2 separate regions of the Dromaius novaehollandiae genome follow, and region 2 is linked to region 1. Evidence: chromatin contacts called from public Hi-C data. All regions are on one chromosome and are shown on one strand. The core of a region is the stretch at or near the end of the contact, and the rest is flanking DNA. Distances in the headings are between cores, read along the strand shown. Region 1 holds the start of CBY1 (chibby 1, beta catenin antagonist). Region 2 has its middle 9.9 kb from the start of KCNJ4.

The links. A called contact is a pair of places that touch in the nucleus more often than the background predicts.
Region 2: a contact with region 1 is called in a Hi-C map of liver, with 6 times the contacts expected there. The contact joins the enhancer-like site here to the promoter of CBY1 in region 1. A contact is called at or near these places in 3 of 4 Hi-C or Micro-C datasets (brain, liver and ovary).

Annotation. Positions count from the first base shown.
Region 1 is chr1:53,581,670-53,587,452 of bDroNov1.hap1, forward strand. CBY1 (chibby 1, beta catenin antagonist) reads right to left here and starts at 1,269. Exons shown (of 5, transcript XM_026102694.2): 1 at 1,247-1,269; 2 at 202-325. The coding sequence starts at 279.
Region 2 is chr1:53,678,054-53,684,492 of bDroNov1.hap1, forward strand. No RefSeq gene overlaps it. Among named protein-coding and RNA genes, the nearest start is that of KCNJ4, 9.9 kb to the left of the region's middle. Within about 2 kb of position 2,633, at least 2 of the 2 cell types and tissues checked have open chromatin away from gene starts, as enhancers often do.

The sequences.
Region 1 (5,783 bases), core at 19-2,518:
TCCGAGCCATTCCATTTTTATTTTGGTATCTGGTCACCAGTGATCAGAAATGGATCCTGTACCACAGGAGGAAAGAGCTAGAGGCAGGAGCATCCAAGAGGAGGGTGTCTTACAGGGATTATAATGCAACATTCTTAGCACAAGCCACCCATTCCTGGTCACTGACTACTTAATAGCCAAGCCATGGGCCCCAGAACTTACCAAGTGCAAGTTGGAGAGAGAAGCTGATTTTCTGGGTGGTGTTTTCTTTGGACTAAAAGTGTTACCAAAGAGAGGCATTCTGTTCTACTTTTTGAGTTTAAGTGGTACTTCTGACTGCTTTATTCTGCTTTCCAAACACAAAGAAAATGCAAGGATTAGACGTGTTAGGTCTTAAACAGAAATATAACCCAGTAATTACCTTTAGAATTACCAGGATTTTAAGATTCTGATATTTATAGTTTTTAATCACTACTTCTTCTTAAAAACATCGTACCTTTGAAAATAATTAGGTGACACCAATTCTTTAAGTCACTACTTTAAAAGAAATTAATGGGCTCTTTCAAGAGACGGGATGTACTCTTTTAATACCTCACACCTCCTTTAATACCTCTGGTCCTCTCTAGCAGTTTCCTCTAATGAAAAAAATAGCCATGAATTTTCAGTGACCACTTTATAAAATGCCATGCATTCCCACAAGCGTTCAATTCGCCGACAATTCTGTTCTTTTACCCGCTTTACACCTAAAAGCGGGCACCGGGCGGAAACGCAGCGCCCCGCCCCCGCCCGCTCGGGGCCCCGCCCGGCCCGGCCATGACAGGCCCGCGCCTCTCCCGCCACCAGCACGCGACGCCCCTCGCACCTACCGCGCCACGTGACCGCGCGCCGCGCGAACGCTTCGGGAAGGGGGGAAACGGCGCAAAGCCCTAACACCAACCCCGCTCTCTCTCCCCGCCTCCGCTTTAAATCTGAAGCGAGGCCGACGCACCCCGCATCTCTCCCTTCCTCCTCCCCGCCCCGTTGGCGCGCGCGCGCCCCTCACCTGCACCCAACTGCTCGGCGCCCCCTTCTCTCGCGCCTCCCCCGCCCCGCCTCGCCTCTGCGCAGGCGCATCCCTCCTCTATCCCCCCGCCCGCCGAACGGCACGGTCCGCCAGCGGGGCGGGGGCGGGAGGGGCACGGGCCGTACCACCTGGCGGGGGGCGCGCTGGCGGTCTCGCATTGGGAAAAGGGGATGAGGACGACGAGCAGGGTCAGAGTTACTCTACCTAGCGGCAGCCATAGGAATAGTCTCTCAAGTTCTTTTCCCCCTCGGCATCTTACTCGTGAAATAAACGGGATCAGCAAGAGAATAGCAGATGAGGACATCCCTCCCTTCCCAGCGTGGTAGCGCCAGCCCTCAGCGCGGGGGCGGATAAACTAGACTGTTCCATTGAAATTCGCCTTAACTAAAGAGGAGGAAGGGAACGGCTTGCTCCCTGGCGAACCCGAGTCCCGCTCCTAGGCAGCCCCTGCCATTACCGCCCGTGTGGCCTCGGCCGCCGCGTGTCCCGGGAGCCGTTTGCGGCCGTTGCGTTGCTATGACGACGCCCCCCCTCCCGCCCGCTCCTCCCCGCCGCGGCGGCGCGTGGCGACGGCGGCCCTCGGGCGGGCCTACGTGGTGCGGGGCTCGCCCTAGTGCCGCGACTGGCGGCTCCCGTGAGGAGGATGGCCGCGGCGGGCGGCGGCGTCTCCCCGGCGGCCTCGCGGGGCGACTTCTTGGGGCTGCCGCCGCGGGACCCCGTGGGGGTGGTGCGGGAGGTCCCGGAGGACGGACCGTCGGGTATCCTCTGCGGCGCGGGGAGATGCGGCTCCGTGTCGTCCCCGCTCGTAACCCCGCTGGGCCCTGGCCCCAGAGCCTCACCCCTGGCACCCGCTGGCTTTGGCGGAGATGGGAGGGCAAGGATTAGCTGGGTGTAGCGGAAACGGAGCTCTTATTTTCAGGCTACATCAGAGCTGTTATGTTCTGCCCACTGCTGCCTCACATATCCCCTAAAATGCTGGGACTCGTTGGAAGCGTTTTTTCTGCCGTTCTTTTTACGGATAAAGAAGGAAATTCCCCTCGGTAGAGCAGCTCTCACTTGGGAGCATGGGAGAGGAGGTGGAGAAGTTCAAAGTGTCTGGGGTGCTGGACTCCACAAGTTTAGCGAATAAGTTTAAAGTTGGGGATAGAAGAGCGGGCACTTGTTTTGTAAGCTCTCCTCTGAAACAGTCCCAATGTCCTGACTTTCTGAGCATGCTACAAAGTCTTCCCTTCTCAGCTGATGATGAGGCAAATTTTTATTGTTCTACTCTGTTTTGTTCCATGGGAGGTGACTTTGGTAGTTGGTTTGGATAATACTTCAAACAGATGGCAAGGTTATGTCATGTGTATCAGCAACTTTTTTTTTCTATTGCAAAAGCAAAATATTTCCTTTCTGAAGTTTTAAAATACTGTATTTCCCCAATCTCGAAGGAATTTGGTGATTTGAAATTACTTGCTTCATTGCTTAAAAAGTTTCTGTTGAGGACATTGTGAGGCTTTCCTGAAAAAATTTAGATTAATGGGATATCAGGGTAATGAGCTGTGTGAAAGGAGAATAAGAAGGAAAGCAAAAAGAGGGAGAGGGAATAAATAGAAATACCAGGAAAGAGAGGCAAAAACATGAGAGGAGGGTCACCAGCCTTTTCATTTGGTTTGTACGTTTATTAATATTCCACAACAATGTTCCTTAACAGTCTTTCATTCTCAGAGTGCTCAATGGGCACTCTGACTGAAGTGAACCAGAAAATTGTTTACCTGGAACAAGAATTTGAAAGATACCACAATATCAATATGGTGATTATAGATGAGGAAAATCTCCAGTGCTGGACTGTATGCTAGTAGTCCAATTAAACAATATGAATCTTCGCGGACAAGTGATGTAAAAATAGCGGCCCATGTACTACAACATATGTGCTTCTGACCCCTTGTATTAAAATCTGTGCACTGAAAATACATTATTTTTATAAGAGAGGGGGTTACAGTAAAAACCTTAGAGCAAAAACTTGCAGCTCTAAATAGAGGTTTTGGGCAGTAGTTGTGGCTCTTATCAGCATTTATATGAATATGTGTGTGTGCATATATTGGATAGGAAGATAAAAAGATCAATGGCCAGAAATAAAATGAGGGCAAGAACCTGGAAGAAAGATTGGGAGAATGTAGACTTACGGTTTGGAACTGAAAAAACTATAGCTAACCTAAGTGCTTTTGAGAGTCAAAGACTATACGTGACTGAGGAACTGAGCTCTTGATGCTCATTTCCATGTTTTTTCTTAATGTTGTTAAAGGCATTGAAATGTCTTGAGTTTTCAAAGAGATATTCAGAGCAGAAGAGCTCCATACAAAAGAAGTTGTTCCCTGAGACACCCAAAGACAAAAGCACGTATATTTCTTATATAAATACTTCAGGGGTTTGTTACTGAGAAAAAGAACAGGCATTAAGGAGCTCTGGTGAGGACATACCCTGCCAATTATACAGGTGTATTAATGTTCACCTTCCTAGAGGAATCCTGTATTATGTTTTCTGCTGCTTAGTTCTAAACTGGAATAAGCCAACATCATCTCTGTGTTCAGCACAGTTGTGCGCTTGAGTTCTCCTTGCAGAGAGCAGGATAAGTACTGTAGTAATACATCACAAACTGTCTCATTTATTCAGGATCTCACAGTGAATCTGTGACAAAGCCAGAGGCACAGCTTGGTCACTTTGCATGTTAACCATGAGATCATCTTTGTTCTGTTTGTTGCTGGAAACATAATTGTCCTGAGTAGTATAGGGTTAGTTATTATTTATCATATAATCTTGACACATTAATTTTGCTCTTTAATTCTGCCGGGAGAAGCTTTGAGGAAAAGACTGCTTACTGCATTGTGAGATATCAAAATCTAGTGGCTTATACAACATAAGTTGACACCTGTCATAAATAATCAAATACTGTGTACAAGTTGTGTGTTGAGGTACCAAGTTAGCTCACCGTAGCAAAGATCTTTCCTATTTGCTTGTTTGTTTTTTTTTCAATAGTAAGAAACTGGAGAGTTCAGCGTTCTGCCCACTTTTCCTTAAATGCTCCCTTTTATATTTCTAAAGAGGCACATGGCATAGCAGAATGGAGACTATGCCTTATTTTTGATTGATCTGAATTTGCTCTCTAATGTGTCTTCAGTATCCTCAGTCTTTTCTTTCTCTCTGCAGATAAAAGCAGAAAGGAGATGTGTGGCTTCATGCAAAAGTATGGCAACCCTCTGCACAAGTCAGATGTCAATGTGCTGCCTCAGGTCAGGTTCACTTCACAAGTGGTAAACCTGTCTTTAAGAGAAGACAGAATCCTTCCCCCTCCTTATGTACATGATGCGTCTCCTGGAAAAAAATCTGAGTCCAGTTTTCTGGGAGATGTTTTGGAGACAACTGAGGCCTAAACTTTGTTTTTGGAGATGGGTTTCTAAGGTGCAAGAACTACTAACCTGTATCAGCTCATTGACTGCCAAGTGATCTGCTTGTTAGCAATCTGATAAGATGGGATAGATCACTAATGCATGTTTCCTTCCATATGCATTCCAGAGATTAGTAGTACTTTATGCTCTTAAAAAAGGGCATTTTATGTTAATTTTACTGACACTTTTTTCACAAGTCTCATCAGAGTCTTGTTGCAGGACACAGAAGAAAGAACAATTATGTATTATTGGGACTTGTTAGAAATTTTCATGTTTTCCTTTTTGTGTCATTTCTTTCTTTCCCTTACCATCCCACTTCCAAAAATGCCAGAGTACTTCAGAACAGGGCACAGTGGAAATGTACCAATATCCAGGATACAATAAGCATAAACTGACACCACTGCCAAATGGGATAGAGCTTACAGATGTTTTGGAGAAAACACTGCATGCCCAGAGAAAGTCATCAAGTAGAAAGGTATATTTATGAATTGGAAAGGCCAGGCAGCCTGTCCCCACTGCCTTGGCATGTGACATGAATGCATACTTGTATATGCCTGATTGCTATGCACACAAATGCTAATATGTATGTGAATGCTTTTACAGTTGGTAGGGGTTGTGAATGAGAGTTTAGAAAGCTTCCCCAGAAGTTTGAGAGCAAGAGAAAGAGGCTCAGTGTCTGCTTTTCAGAGTGATTTGCTTCAGGAATCTTTCCTCCTTTGCACGGCGTTACTAAATTTCATTTCTTTCCAGACTCTATTTCCTAGAAAAATGCTGTGGAATTTCCTCATTGCGCCAGTCTTTCAGGCTATTCTGGTGGATAGCTTTTGGTGGCTCTTTCTCCACTTATATCAGGTAGATATCAAGACAGGCTGATCATTGCTATTTCTAGCATTGCTTCTCTGTATGTTGCATTGTTTTCCTGCCAGGGGATAGTATGACTTGTGATGTTAAGTGATGTTGAAAGCATTATGGTGTAACATTGTGCATCCTTCTGTGCCCATCACTTTGTGGGGAAGTGAATACCCAGTGCAGTCTCCCCCACTATAATAACTAGCAATATCACTTAGGATCTGCAAAAGGTCCTTAAACAGACAATGAGGAATCAGTGTGTTGCAGTAACCACGCAAGGAAGCTGCATATCTTTTTATGAAGATGCCTTTGCAAACTCTGGTGGAAGGGTGAGAGTATGGCAGGACCAAAGATAGGGCTGTAGCACATGGCATTGTGGAAATTTTGGAATAGATTGAAGCTGCTCGTGGTGGCTTGCAGCTCCTTAGACTTTTTCAGTCCATAAGCAATCCAGAATCTATAGCTTA
Region 2 (6,439 bases), core at 1,383-3,882, 98 kb after region 1:
CCTATGGCCTCGGGAAACGGTGGGCCAGCTGAGGCGGAGTGAGTGCCTGGCCTGCCACCAGGAAGCCGCTCGCCCCTGCCCCACGGCAGGCTGCCCCAGCCCCGGCACCGCGCAGCCTGCAAAAACGGCATGGCAGCACCCCAGGGCCTGGTGAAGAAGCACAACCAAACGGGGCAGCCTACCATGTCGCCATGGAAACCACAGCCTGGCTGCCCCGTGCTGTCTCCAGGCCTTGTGCTGGCCCCACTGCATCGCCTCCGGTCACAACATGGCTGCTTCCTTCAAAACCCGGAGTCATGTGGTGTTTTAAGGATTAAACCAGTTTCTGCCATCTGTTGCTGTAGAAAAACCTTGAAAGTGTGACTTGCTAGGGACCACAACACTGGTCCAGCTGCTTTAACACTTGGGGTCTCCACATCATTTGCCCTGGCTGCTTTTAAGCAAGAGGGACCAGGTCTCTTAAATTTTTTAAATTTGGCATGGAAAAGTGTGCTGAGCACTGCCGCAAGGGCGTGAGAGGCCTGGCTGCGGGGGGCAGTGGAGGAGTGAGTTTTAAACGCAATGCTGGAAGCTCGTGGAAACTGTTCAGCCCCCCATGGGCATATTGCACGTGGCTGCCTTTCCCTGGCTGCCCCCTCGAGGACTCCTGGTGGTGGGGGGGGGCATTTTCCCTCCCTTCCCTGCTGGGGCACGCGGAGTCCATGGCGCAAAGATGGAGGGCAAAAGCCAAAGTGCAGGGAAAGCGCAGGTAATGGTTAAACTGGGAGCATCTGCCTGCCAAATGCTCTTCTGAGAGCTCCGTTGCCCAAATGGCATGCTTCTCAGGTAAGCCCACGTGGTGGTATGACATCACTCCTGATGGCATCGCTCCTCTTTTGCCTCTGTAAGCAGCATTCATGCCCCAAGTTCTTTGCCGGTACATAGAGGTACTTACATAATATACACTTCTTATACAGGTACCTCTGTACCTGCATGCTCAAATTACAAAATACTGGCCCACCACTGCACATGCCCACATGCATATGCCATACGTGCCAGCATAAACTACCCCATGCCACGACTTCATCCTATAATCACCCAAGAACATACACACAAACTACATACAACAGCAATGTTCACCTCGACTAGCAGCCCTCCTTTTACATGGCCCATGAAAGGCGGCTAGGACAATCCAGCTTGGAAGGCTTTGGTTACTGTAAAGAAGAGTGGAAATCTTTAAGGGGTCTGCAAATCAAATCTCACAGCCATTCACAACTATAAATACACCCAGTGACACACACAAACACTTGGTATTTTGGCCGTGGCACTGGTGCATGTGATACATGGAGCATCACCTTTCAAGCAGGTGACACTTCCTTACCCTGTGCTCTCCAGGGAAGATAGTCCTATTACACGCCAGGGCACAGTATCTCAATGGCTCCCTCCTACAGTATGTGCTGGAGGGAACTCTTCCTCAAGACTTTCCCTCTAATCCTGAGGAGCTGGCAGCTTGCTTTTATGGAGGCAGACACTGCTTATCCACTCACAAGCTTTATTTCTTTCCTTGTCTTACTACTGAACTATTTCTTTGACTTGTTATTGAAATCTATTCTAGGAGAGGAAGGACTTTTTCTCTGTGAATAAGATCCAGGCAGGCACTGGTTCAGATCCTCCATGCTGTGACAACTAACTCTACTGCTGTCACTCTTGCCAGTTTTCAAATGAATGTTGTTGTTGTTTTAAATGACTTTTGAGAAACTTGTTTCATGTTTTATTTTTGGTGACACTTTTAGTCAACCCTTTTGGAAAGAAACCATCATTGGCACCTTCCAACTCACCCAAAACTTGCCCAGCAAAATATTTTGATACACGCTGTGGCTAAAAATATTTTTCAAGAAACATGATAATAATCTCAAACAAGGAGACAATGAGTTTGGATTTCCGTGATCAGGAAATGATTCTGAAAATATTCTTGCTTCAGAACAAATCTGTTCTTTTTCAACCAGCTCTGTTTTGGTTGTGTCTAGGAGTGCAATGTAGCATGCTGCCTTGTCTCTTGCATCCAGGCTAGTGATCCCCGTGTGGTAAAATACCTCTTCTATTTACTTCAAGCTTCAGCAGGTCATCTACTTCTTTGCAGAAGTGCCTGAGGTCTCTCCCAGCTTTATATGGGAAATCTAAAGTGGCCATGGTTTTAACTGTCACAGAATAAAAAAGAAAAAAAAAGAAAAAAAAAAAGCCTTGCCTTCAGAAGCCATTAAGGGCTTGCTCTTGCTCCTGCTAAGTCAATGAGACTTTTGCCATTGACTGTGGTAAGAGCAGAATTGGGCCCTAATGGAGTGCCGCTATTGGAAAACCCCAGAGGCATCAGCCATGTGCTAAATCTACAAAGTTGGGACAAACTATTCCAGGCTGTGGAAAAGGGGGAGAGGAAAAAATGCAGGGTGCTGGGCCTAGGCAGCTGAAAAGCAGGAGGAGCTCAGATGGTAGAAAGTTCCCAGAGGGGCTGCACATCAGTTGTTTCCCCTTCTGCCAAGTTCAGCCCTCCCCAATGCCCTTACATGCCTGTCTGCAGGACCCAGCACAGTGAGGTTTAGTAGCAAGGCTTAAACTGGGGGAACATGGCCATTGCCTGTCCTAAGAGCACCATCTAGAGAGGAAAGCAAGGCTTGCATCCCTGCAGGTCCCAACTCCGTGGAGCATTTGAAGGCTGCACCCAGGACTGAGTCTTCCTCTGGAGCAGCCGTTGCACTGAGGTGGCAGGGGTGCTGCAGGCCAGGCTGAAGCCACACTGGCAAAGCTGTGCTGGGGCTTAGGACAGGCTCAGCAGGAAGTATTGGGTGTCAGAGCTGGAGGTCAGGGATCAAAATGTTTCCTTTCTGATCCTGGAGACAACGCAGGCTTGGAAAGAACAGGCGCTGATCTGCCAACATTTTCACAGCCATGCAACTCTGCGTTGGACCTTTAACCTGTGGTAAAGGTCAGCGCGTCTGACAAGCAGGCCACAGCTTTCTGCTCCATGCTATCAACTATAAGCTCTGTAAAACCTCAGCAGCTTTCACAGAGCAGCCACTGACTTGAACAGCAGTTCAGATATGCACTACCACTTTGATTTTTTCTCCAGGCAAGGTCTACAAGGCTATTCTGGCCTTAAGAAGTTACGTAGGAAAAAAAAATGAGTTCAGAGTCAGGTCACTCTGCTACCGGCCTGCCCTTCAAGCACCACCTCACAAGCCCATCCTCTTGCACTTGCTCAACATGAGATTTGCTCCCCTTTCCCCATTATTCAGTCCCCTGAAGTGGCACTGACAACTTATGGCTGTAGCAGGGTGTTGCTGTCTTTCCCATGCCACAGACAGTTGGCCAGTGCAATCCCATAGTGGGAGGGAGGCAGTAAAACTGCATGGAATTGGTGAAGCACACCATTTGACCTGTCCTCGCCAGCACAGGGACTGGTGCACAGCTCTCAGGTAGAAGGTTCGCAATACTCTGAGAGTTTTTCCAGTAGCCAGTCTTTTCCTAACCCTTCAGGGCTTTAGAAAATGACATCCTGGCTTGCAAACTGCCCAGAGTCTCTGCAATTTCTAGCTAACGTGTGTTCCTCGATCCTGGGCTTCTTCCAGTTCCCAGGGAAAGCAACAGCAGCAGAGCAGTCAATGGGCCATTAGTATACATACTTACCTTTGAACACCTGCCCTCCTGGGAGGAAATGTTTTGGGGGTAATCCTACTCTCTGAGCAGCCTTACTTCTAGGCATATAGATCCCAAGAGACTAGCTATTAAAATTAGGTCAGAATGGAAGGAGGAAATGTGTGTTGCTAAGTGGAATGATGTGATTTCAGTGCCCTGATGCCTGTGAAGAAATTCAGAACGGACACAAACACCATCCTGAAATAGTCTGTGAGACACTGGATATTTGAACTTTAAAAGTTTTTGGCCTCTGAAATTAGCAGGATTATTTTGGTGCTGGCCCCGGATTTGAAATAGCACGTCTTGGAACCTGGGAGCTGGTAATATTTGAGTCTCTGACCATAGTGCATTGATAGAGTTGTTTGAATGTCCTAGCGCTACAGTCACTGAAGTTGTCAGCTGAAGCAAAGAAGGCCTATGAGATATGAAGTCTAGTTACAGAAGCTGTGCAACTGAGAGAATAAGGAGCTTGAAACTGTGACTGACAGGTGATTAGGTACTTACCCAGCTCCCTGTGTCTATCAGGGGCCTAACAAAGGCCTGCACATCCCTCCAGGTGTATTGAACAGAGGAGGACGAGCTGATGCAGAAACTCCACAGAACACTTTGAAGATATATATAACATGACCTGCAGTCTGCATGTGCTTCTGTGTGGATAAAATGAGGAATCAGTTTGAAAGCAGCTGCAAGCACATTGACAGGTAATGCCAACCTATAGCAGACCACTTCATATGACAGAGAAGGAGCTGATTAAATGTATGCAAATGGAAGCCAACATATAGCTATAAGCTGCTGGACAGTTGGTTACACCCTGTGCTGTTTCCTCTCCAGGACACAGTGCTGTGCTCAGTAGCAACCAGGCTGTCCTGAATAGAGAAACTTGTGTGATGGATCCAGCACTGAACAAGGCTGTGCGGGGAAACCGGGAAGAACTGTGATGAGAAACAGCTCTGGAGCAGAGAGTGGCAGCCACACGGTGGCTGCTGCACCCTGGGGTGCCAGGAGTAGTTGGAGGCCCTGCAGTGTCTGAAGAGCCAGCATTGTTTGGTGAGCTGGTAGCAGCCAGTGGGACAGAGCAGTCCGGAGTCAGCGGAGGAGGGAAGTCACGGGAAGAGCAGCTGGCAGCGATTGCTGCAGAGGAGGTATGAGGCACGTTGGTGGAGCTGTAATGCCCGCATGAAGCTGCACACTCCCCGCTGCTCTGTTTGAGACGCATCTCTCCCGCAGCGGTCGAATGATCCCACAAGTTCCAAATGCACCACAGGAAAAAGCAGGAGAAATTTGTGAAAAACACTGGATTTTCTAAGTTCTTGCAATTATTTGATGATTTGTCCCATGAAGAAGTCTCCAGAACCCTGAGCTCTTTCGTGGTCTTGTGCTTGCTGCTGCACAGTCACAAGAGAAGAGGCAGTTCCTGTTCCAGAGGGCTTCCAGTCTCAGTCAGAAAGAAAAAAAAGGGAGCAGGGAGCAGGCTGACAACAAGGCAAAATGACTTGCCCAAGATCATGAAGCAGACAGGGGGATGAGGAGGAATTTAACCTGTTTCTGTGGGTTTAACCTGTCACCTCTCTGCACAGCTGGAGATGTCACAAGGGATAAACAAATTGGGACTAGTTCCTAGAGTAGCACTTTGCCCTCCCTGCATCCACAGCTGCAGTGAAACTATGTCCAAGATGCTGTATTGTAAGGCTCTCTCTAGGTATGCGCACAAGTCCCATCACCTTCATACCACTGCCTAGGACACCAAATGGCAGCTCTGATGGACCAAGGGCAGCGCATGTTCCAATCTCGGACAGCCATTGCCTCCAGGCATCCAGCTGCAGGAACAAGGAACCATAGCGTCCCATTGCTTCCCCAAACTTTACCTGCATGGGGCCTTACAGATACAAATCAGCGCTTTGAAATCACACCCAGAAGTCAACAGGAGACTGTGGCAGGCTTGGATGAGCACGTCCTGGGGTTCCTGATGAGTACCAGCACAAGGCAGGCAGGCAGGCGCTGACTATGCCAGCACAGCCCCTAAGCACAGCCCTTCAGAGAGAGAAGGGTGAGTGCTCTGAGCTGGTCCTGGAGATGTCACAGGCTGCCTGGGTTGCTCTGCCTTTGAAGTGATTCTCCTGAGAGAATTAGTAATCTAAAGTGAATTATGCCAGACCAAAAGCAGAAACAAACCCACCCCATCCTTAGTTCTTGCAGGGAATGAGTCCCCAGCTGCCTCTTGCCCTTCACTGCATGGGACTTGTGGTAAGATGGCCTTCTGTTGATCGGTGCCCTGTGCCTGGTGTTCAGCTGGCGAGGACAGGCTGTCCCTTCCAGAGAAACCCCTTGCATAAGAATTAAAGAGGAGCTGGGCTGAGATGCTGAACTAATCCACCAGGGCATGCTGGGAAGCTGCATTTTAAGCCATTCTCCCTGCCCTCCCATCTCCTCGTATGTTGTTTATCTCTCCTGTCCCTCCCACAGCAGTACGTGAATTATCCTGACTGGGCAAGCTGGTTTCATAACCGCCTGAGCTGTCTCCCCCCACTCCCCGAGTCCGCATGGGAGTTGCTCATACATGGGAGGCCTTTTAGTTACCACTGGTTTGTGCCGTTGTGAATAACAAACCCACGCAAATGCTGCTCCCCCCCCCCCCCCGCCAGAATCTGCACACTGCACACGTATTTTGCTGCTATGGCCACATGTTCACTCCCATGGCACACATGCACACACTCCCAGCACACGCTTACATCACAAGCTCCTTGCAAGTGCACTTCACACGCATGTGACG